Linked DNA regions of Sus scrofa: region 2 is linked to region 1. The links are chromatin contacts, called in public Hi-C maps. All regions are on one chromosome and are shown on one strand. Each heading gives the region's core, a stretch centred on a gene start, on an enhancer-like site or on the middle of the called end of the contact. The rest is flanking DNA. Distances are from core to core; before and after follow the strand shown.

What was found. A called contact is a pair of places that touch in the nucleus more often than the background predicts.
Region 2: a Hi-C map of liver shows a contact between it and region 1, with 3 times the contacts expected there. The contact joins two enhancer-like sites. A contact is called at or near these places in 3 of 47 Hi-C or Micro-C datasets (embryonic fibroblasts, epiblast stem cells and liver).

What each region holds. Positions count from the first base shown.
Region 1 is chr12:44,978,438-44,982,927 of Sscrofa11.1, forward strand. TRAF4 (TNF receptor-associated factor 4) reads left to right here. Exons shown (of 7, transcript XM_021067485.1): 2 at 386-437; 3 at 994-1,098; 4 at 1,175-1,336; 5 at 1,429-1,590; 6 at 1,677-1,832; 7 at 2,087-3,213. The coding sequence ends at 2,719. Among named protein-coding and RNA genes, the nearest start is that of TRAF4, 5.0 kb to the left of the region's middle. Within about 2 kb of position 2,329, at least 20 of the 83 cell types and tissues checked have an H3K27ac peak or open chromatin away from gene starts, as enhancers often do. A contact at or near this core is called in liver, where this site is marked.
Region 2 is chr12:45,042,450-45,046,939 of Sscrofa11.1, forward strand. The region is part of intron 1 of FAM222B (protein FAM222B); the gene reads right to left. Among named protein-coding and RNA genes, the nearest start is that of FAM222B, 31 kb to the right of the region's middle. Within about 2 kb of position 2,587, at least 8 of the 83 cell types and tissues checked have an H3K27ac peak or open chromatin away from gene starts, as enhancers often do. A contact at or near this core is called in liver, where this site is marked.

The DNA of each region.
Region 1 (4,490 bases), core at 1,079-3,578:
ACTTTATTTATTTCTGCCCATCCCTGTTCAATCCCACACCCCCCCCAACAGCTTTCAGCCAAGCCAATGAAAATTAACCTGGGGGAGGGGGTGGCCAGGCAGCCTGTTGCTTCCCCGGTCCAGCTGCCATCCTGGGGGGAGGAGTGCCAGCTGCCACCTGTTGGCTAAATTCTGTCTGAGGCAGCTGAGCTCAGATCTCCCCTCCCCAGGACAAGAGCTGGGATCTTCTGGGGGTCCTGGAGAAGTGGGTACCCTCAGGCCTCTACTTGCTCTCAGGTGGGGCTGCCTGGGAACCTGTCTGGTGAGGGATGGAGGCTGCCCTGGTTGAGGGGGTGGGGCCTTCGCACATCATGGAGCCTTGACCCTGTTCCTTCCCCTTTCACAGTGAAGGAGTCTTCAAATGCCCTGAGGACCAACTTCCTCTGGACTATGCCAAGGTGAGTCCACAGTGCCAGGTACAGGCTCTTGCCCTTGCTGGAGGCTGGAGCTGCTGCAGCCAGTGGCTCAGGGCCAATGTCAACCCAGTGCTGCAGAATCGTGCGCCCTTACAGAGGTGGCCTGTTCCCTCCCACCAGGCCAGTTTGCAAATGAGGCCCATGTTTGCCCTGGAGGGCAGGCACAATGCCCAGCCTGTGGGGGTGCACAGAGCTGCTCTGTGCCCACAAGAAGTGTTCCCCTCCCCTTTGGGTGGCCAGCCAGACCTGTGGCTGAGGGCCAGGACCCCTCTACCAGGGAGAAAGAAGCAAAGGGTGTGGGGGATGCCAGGGACTAAGCAGGCTGATTGACTGCCACTCCAAAGGGAGTGTCATGTGCCAGCGTGTTGGGGACCCTGGAATCTAGTGTTGGAGCAGATACCACCACTGCATTTTATCCCTGAGCACCGAGGGGGGAGTTAGCTCAAGAGAGGCTCTTAGCGGCTCTAGCCTATCTGGGGGTGGAGGAGGTGGGAATTGGGCTCTGACCCTGATCAGTTCCCCCCATCCTTGCCCCCAGATCTACCCAGACCCAGAGCTAGAGGTACAGGTCCTGGGCCTGCCTATCCGCTGCATCCACAGTGAGGAGGGCTGCCGCTGGAGTGGGCCACTTCGGCACCTGCAGGTGAGACTCTGGTTGGGGTGGCGAGGTGGGGGGACCCCCCTCCTTTGGCCGGCGCTGACTCAGCCCCTTCCATCAGGGCCACCTGAATACCTGCAGCTTCAATGTGGTTCCCTGCCCCAACCGCTGTCCCACCAAGCTGAGCCGCCGGGATCTGCCCGCACACCTGCAACACGACTGCCCCAAGCGGCGCCTCAAGTGCGAGTTCTGTGGCTGTGACTTCAGCGGGGAGGCCTTTGAGGTGGGTGGGGCCTGGCTGAGGGTCGGTCGGGGGAGAATGGGTACCTGGTGGCTCAGGGATTCCTTAACTCAGCCCCGCTGCCATTTCCACAGAGCCACGAGGGTGTGTGCCCCCAAGAGAGTGTGTACTGTGAGAACAAGTGCGGGGCCCGCATGATGCGGCGGCTGCTGGCCCAGCATGCCACCTCTGAGTGCCCCAAGCGCACCCAGCCTTGCACCTACTGCACCAAGGAGTTCGTCTTTGACACCATCCAGGTGAGGCCCTTCCTGAGCGGGGACCATGGGGCAGGGAGCGGGGAGTCAGGCTACTGACCTCTGCCTCTCTGCCTCTGCGGCCCCAGAGCCACCAGTACCAGTGCCCCAGGCTGCCTGTGCCCTGCCCCAACCAGTGTGGCGTGGGCACTGTGGCCCGGGAGGACCTGCCCGGCCATCTGAAGGACAGCTGCAGCACTGCCCTGGTGCTGTGCCCATTCAAAGACTCTGGCTGCAAGCACAGGGTGAGTCGCCCCTCCTCCCGTCAGCTCCCTTCTCGGTCCTTGAAGCCTCAGACCTCAGCCCTTAGTGATCCCTGCTCTGCTGCTCTGAAGCCTCCAGTCCTCCCGCTGCTGGCCAGCTCCAGCCTCCTAGTGCCCTCTGTCTTTCTCCTTCAGAGCTAGGTGCCCGCCACCCTGTACCCACTCCTCCCCTCTCCCCTGGACTTGTTCCTACTAACTCTCCTCCCTTCCCCCATGGCCTGGGGCTCTGCCAACAGTGCCCTAAGCTGGCAATGGCACGGCACGTGGAGGAGAGCGTGAAGCCACATCTGGCCATGATGTGCGCCCTGGTGAGCCGGCAGCGGCAGGAGCTGCAGGAGCTGCGGAGAGAGCTGGAGGAGCTGTCGGTGGGCAGTGACGGCGTGCTCATCTGGAAGATTGGCAGTTACGGGCGCCGGCTACAGGAGGCCAAAGCCAAGCCCAACCTCGAGTGCTTCAGCCCCGCCTTCTACACGCATAAGTATGGCTACAAGCTGCAGGTCTCTGCTTTCCTCAACGGCAACGGCAGCGGGGAGGGCACACACCTCTCGCTCTACATTCGCGTGCTGCCAGGTGCCTTTGACAATCTCCTTGAGTGGCCCTTTGCCCGCCGCGTCACCTTCTCCCTGCTGGATCAGAGCGAACCTGGGCTGGCTAAGCCACAGCATGTCACTGAGACCTTTCACCCTGACCCAAACTGGAAGAATTTCCAAAAACCAGGCACTTGGCGGGGCTCCCTGGATGAGAGTTCGCTGGGCTTTGGCTACCCCAAGTTCATCTCCCACCAGGATATCCGCAAGCGAAACTATGTGCGGGATGATGCAGTCTTCATCCGTGCCTCTGTTGAATTGCCCCGAAAGATCCTCAGCTGAGTGCAGACCCAGCTGCAGGAGAAAGGGGGTGGGAAGTGACCATCAGGCACTGGCTGAGGCTGGAGAGGGGGCCGGACCCCCTTACAGCTGTCTCTGCTGCCTAGGTTCTGTTCCCCCTCCCTCCTTCCCCACCACCCTCAGGTGCCTCCTATTGGTGCTTCAGCCCTGGCCTCTGGGGAGAGCAGGTCTTTGGGTCATCAAGGGCTTGGAAACAAGTGATCCCAGGGCCTGTCTCCTGGGCAGGGCAGACATGCCTTGGTGCCGGCCACACTCTACCCAGGACTGAGGTGCCTGCTGGTGCTATGTCCCAAGAGCCATAGGGGGGAGGGGGATTTGGGAAACTGAGGGGTAGTTAAAGAATCTGTCTTGAGATCTGATTTCCCCTTCCCCCAGCTGTGTCCCCTCTGGTTATTTATTTACTTAGTGCCAGGAGGGCACAGCAGGGGAGCCCTGATTTTTAATAAATCCTGAATTGTATTTATTAACTTGGTTCCAGCCTGACTCATCTGGGTTACTTAGGGTCCTCGAAGGCTGGGCCCAGTTGCGAAGTCAAAGCACTGGTCAGAAAGGGGCTGCAGCCCCTCTGGCCTCAAAAGCCATTAGATTGCTGCCCTGTTGGGCCGCCCTCTGCTGGAGGACAGAAGGACTGCACTTGGCTTTGTGTGGACGACATTTGCCTGCTGCTGCCCTCTGGCGGTTAGATGGGGGAGGTGCAGGCTCTGGACGTTTTATAAGGTGAGCGTCTCTGATTATATACCCCACCAAAGACTAGTGTGCCTCAGCTGTACTCAGGTCTTGGACTGATAGTAGCTACCATCTGTTGAGTACTTTTCATGCGATTAACAACTGCTAAGCACTTTATATGCATTATTTCATTTAATACAACAATCAAGTGAAGTAGCTTTTAATAAAAGGACCTACCTTAGTGGGCTGTAGTGAACACTTAATGAGACAGCACAAGGGAATTCCCATCAAGGCTCAGAGGTAATAATCCAACTATATCCATGAGGATGCGGGTTCGATCCCTGGCCTCGCTCGGTGGGTTAAGGATCTGACGTTGCCCTCAGCTGTGGTGTAGGGTGCAGATGTGGCTTGGATCCCGAGTTGCTGTGGCTGTGGCATAGACTGGCAGCTACAGCTCTAATTTGGCCCCTAGCCTGGCAACTTCCATATGCAAAGCGTACAGCCCTAAAAAGACCAAAAAAAAAAAAAACCAAAAAACAAAAAAGCGCATGTTCCTAGCACAAAATAGCCTCTTTTTTTTTTTTTTTTTTTCTTGTCTTTTTGCCTTTTCTGGGGCTGATCCTGCAGCATGTGGAGATTCCCAGGATAGGGGTCTAATCGGAGCTGTAGCCACCGGCCTATGCCACAGCCACAGATGCAGGATCCAAGCCTCGTTTGCAACCTACACTACAGCTCACAGCAACGCTGGATCCTTAACTCACTGAGCACGGCCAGGGATCGAACCCGCAACCTCATAGTTCCTAGTTGTATTTGTTAACCACTGAGCCACGACGGGAGCTCCAAGTCAGCCCTTCTTATCTGCAGGTTCCACATGCTCAATTTCAATCAAAAGTGGTTTGGTAATATGTGGGTAAAGTTGCAAAAAGTTTTAAAAAAGCAAAACTTATTGGCCACTCATGGGCAAATTTGTATACTATTACATTCTGTTGAGTATCATTATGATTTAAAGTATACCAGAGAATGCGTTGTAGGTTACATGCAAATGCTTTTTTTTTTTTTTTTTTTTTTTTTCTCTTTAGGACCGAAC
Region 2 (4,490 bases), core at 1,337-3,836, 64 kb after region 1:
TGAAAAAGCAACTTGTTCCAACATATTTTGCCACAGACTATGGAAACATGCAAAGTACTTTTTTAAAAGGAAAGGTTCCTTTTGTCTTTCTGGGGAAACGTCCTAACACAGTATCACACTTCAATCACACCATACCTCACAGGGATTGAACGACACCTAAATACAAAAATCCTTGGTAAAGCACTTTAGATGAATGCAGAGTAACAACTGGCAGGACAGGTTAGAACCAAGATATGGATTCTTCATTAACCCACTCATTTCCACTTTCTGTTGAGTAAAAGAGGTTCTGGAAGAATAAGATAAGAAAAGCCAAACAGTACCTTCACAGCTCCAAATTTAATGTCTTCACAATAGAAAAACCACTTCCAGTAGATACAGAAGGCCTATTCAGGAACCCAGGAAACGTGACTTTTCCATTGACAGACTGTGCCTGGGATGAGGTACCTTTAACTTCCCATAGTTTTGATATCTCTTTCCTTTCAAAAAAGATTAAGTCGTATCCTTTACATAGATGGTGATAAGTAAAATACCAATGTAGAAGTACTTTAAGCTTTTGGAAGGAAAGAAAAAATTTAAGTTGTGACTAATAATGCTTATTATGATTCTCCTCTGAAGCCACAGGGATGCTGTATAAATCATTTCAACTCTCCAAGTGGCATAAAATCTGATTTTCACTCAGATCAGCAACTGATCCTCAAAACCACTTTGCTGAGTGCCAAGAATTAGTGATTGGTTATGAAACCTTGGGCCTTCTATTTATCTATTTTCTTTTCTGGCTGCTCTGTAGCATATGTAGTTCCTGAGCCAGGGATCAGCTCTGAACTGCAGTTGCAACCTACGCCACAGCTGCAGCAACACAGGACCCTTTAACCTACTGTTCGGGGCTGGGATTGAATCTGTGTCCTGGTGCTGTGATCCTCCTGCATGCAAGAGTGGGAACTACTATATACTACTTTTGAAGATTAAGACACTAAGTATAACCCAAGCTGGTAGCAATCTCATCTATATTTACCTCTTGAATGACTAAAGAAAACAAATTTTTAATCAGGTTGTTCAGCTGGAAAATCCCACTTAAAAAGCAGAGGAAGTTACTGCTTAAAAATGTGGCCTAGGAATATCTTTGTATTTTACCTGTATATACTTTGCCTGTTCACCTTTCTGCATGAATAATCAAAAACTGCTTTATTTCCGATCAGGAGAATAAGTATCTTAACTAGATAAAGAGTTCTGCCTGTTTCAGCCAGGCTTAAACATACCAAACTCAGTCCATGACTAAATCTGATCTAATCAGCCCAATGGCGCAGCCCACTAAACCCCCCGCCGCCGGGATCCATTAGCACTATATATAAAACTTCAACCTGGCCTTCCCCTTTACATCTTTTTTATTCCTTCAACACCTCATCTTGAAAATTCCTCCTGCTCTTGACTAATAATGGCATCTCATTCTCCGGATTCTCTTCACAACTAGTGAAATAAGAAAACAGCTTCTCGGAGTAGACGATAGGGATCCTGAGAGGAGTTCTTGGAGAAAAGAATTAAACATATTAGAAATTCAGAGAAGGGAAGAATTCAGAGACCTTGGCTCTGGGTCTGGCTTCACTACCAAATCACTTTCTAGGACATTTTGGGGCAGTAGTTTTTCCCACCTCAGGGAAATTCCGAGGCTGCTAAAGACTGCTTATTTAAATCACTGGATGAAACTAATCCAAAATTAGGAGTTCCCGTCGTGGCTCAGTGGTTAACGAATCTGACTAGGAACCATGAGGTTAAGGGTTCGATCCCTGGCATTGCTCAGTGGGTTAAGGATCTGGCATTGCCATGAGCTGTGGTGCAGGTCACAGACACAGCTCAGATCCAGTGTTGCTGTGGCTGTGACGTAGGCCGACAGCTACAGCTCCGATTAGACCCCTAGCCTGGGAACCTCCATATGCCCTAGAAATGGCAAAAAGGCAAAAAAAAAAAAAAAAAAAAAAACTAATCCAAAATTAAAAATATTTATGTTACTACTGGAAATGATTCTTGGGCTAAAGGAACTCTTGCCTTAAACTTCTGTGAATTGTTACATAATTATACTCTACAGCTCCATATTTAATTTCAAGGTATAATGCGTACTCGAGGTACCAAATAATTCCTTTAAACCAGGCTCAGGTTCTCTCTTCCATTATTATATAAATACACACACACATATAAAGATAATGAAATCTCTAATTAAGCAAAATTCTAAGATCTGGCCAAACAAAAGGCCAGTCAGTATTCAGAGAATGCTAACACAGAGAACAAAGTTGGGGAGGGAGCAAAGGCCTGGATTCTAAAAAATAAATGACCTATCTGGGTGTTTGGCTTAAAAAACAAAACAAAAAGATGGATTAAAAGTTTGTATCTAAAAGGCAACTCTACTTTGAATGGCTCTAACAATCCCATAATAAGTGCAGTATCAAACAGTCAGGGTAATTAATTCAGTGGACTCTTTCCCTTTCACTGCCAGATTGAAGAGCTCTGAGGATAATCTCCCTCATTCTCCCAGGGCTCAGTTGGAAGATTCATTATTTATGCCCTCAATTGTTTACTCTGTCCTATTTTTCCAACCATCCAGGCCCAAGGGCAGTGTTAGCACTGGCCTGTTTCCAAAATGAACTGTGTTAGTTCACTGCCTTAGTAGTTACAAACCAAAGATAATCAAACAGTCATATCTTAATACTGGAGAACAACTCCATCCTACCACTTGATCCAAGAGAGAAGTTAATGACAATGCTGACCCAGGTGACCAAAAGCTAAGTTATTTTAGATGGATAAAATGAGACACGTAAGTCATTGTAGTCTTTTTTTTTTTTTTTTTGCCTCAGAGCAACACATATGCACACCCAACAGGATTCTTAAAGGGCAGTATCATTAGAAAGACAGCTCTGGCCCTCACCAAGAGCAGACCTGCAAACTATTAAGGATTAAACTGATTGAGATGCACTTTGCCTAGCAACCATTCATCAAGAAGAGTTCAGTAACTCACCAGCAATCAATTCCAAGTCCTTATCTGAGCCATAAACAGATAAGAGACTCCACCAAGTCCTCTATCCTCTGGATTCAGACAGCAAACAACTTCTTCAAAAGATTCAGCCTCCAAGTGTCAACCTTTGCGGGAGAGAGGTGTGCTTAAACACACATAAAATACGGTCTCAGACACCTGACTGACAAAGCTGAATAGCTAAAAACTATCACCAGCCACATCTCCATATGAATGCATTCATTGTCTCTAAATAAGTCTCTCGCATTGCAGTATTCCCCAGGTCTTTTTGCCTCTAATATTTTCTCACCTTGAGCAAGCTTTTCCCAATTCCAAACCTGACAACACTCAGGCTCATTATCATGAAAATTAAACAATGCCAAGGGTCCAATCTTTTCCTTCACCTTCTCAAGGGGACCATTTTAGACTTCTGATGCAAATGGGGGATTGGGCTAGAGTCTCCCTTTAGAGAGAACATAGGGCCCTTTTTCTTAACACATTCTAAACTATGACGCACAGAAATAAGCAGGATGGATAAAAACAGATTGCTAAAGAAAATTAAACCAGAGAATTTAACCTCAGCAGCACCATGTCCCCCAACCTGAGAGATTATGGAAAGTCATGGCTTCACATAATTGTTTTCTTGAAGAGGACCAAATCTGAATTTCCATTCTCCTTAAATGATATTTGGAGATCAGTATAGATGCACACCTATGATTAGTCCTATACATAGTCTTTTGTCTCCTGGGGAAAATTCTATGGGGAAATCACTGCACTGTGCAAAATACATATACACAAATCAGTCAAGAAAAGAGAAATATAAAAGCATTAAGTGACCAAAGTGTAATATAACTTTATAAAGCTGTATTAACTGCTCACTCATGAGCAGACAAAGAAAAAAACACCTAGATATCAAATAGGAAGACAACTTGTTTTTTGGTAAAAGCAAGTTGAAGCGGTATATGCTTTCACATGGCCTTCATGTGGATTCCGTCATTCCTGAGCTTACTATATTACATAGTTTAGATGTCAAAGTGCATTTCATTTTACACACTAGCTAGCTGTCAAGGCTTCAAAGTCATTTTTAACAGTTTATTCTCAGTAATGAGCTAGGTAAGACAATATCTAGGGAAGAGATCCTCTTTGCCTCTCAATTTGAACATGATTCGTGGAGTCTTAAGGGATAAATGGATAAAAAACTAAAAACCCAAAATCTAACAAAGGTTTTACTCTGACTCTACTTTTTGCACAATTCTCTAATAGGCTACTTGAGATTTTTTTTTTTCTTTTTAAAGTATGTTCCATGATTCCTAGTAAGTTTCCACAACTGAGAGGGTTACCTATCCCATCATTTCAATTCTCAGCATATGGAGTTCCCAGACCAGCCGAAACACACTGCAGCTGTGGCAATGGTGAATCCCTAATCCACTGTGCCAGGCTGGGAATGGAACCTATGGCCCAGCACTCCAAAGAAAATGCCACCCATCCTGTT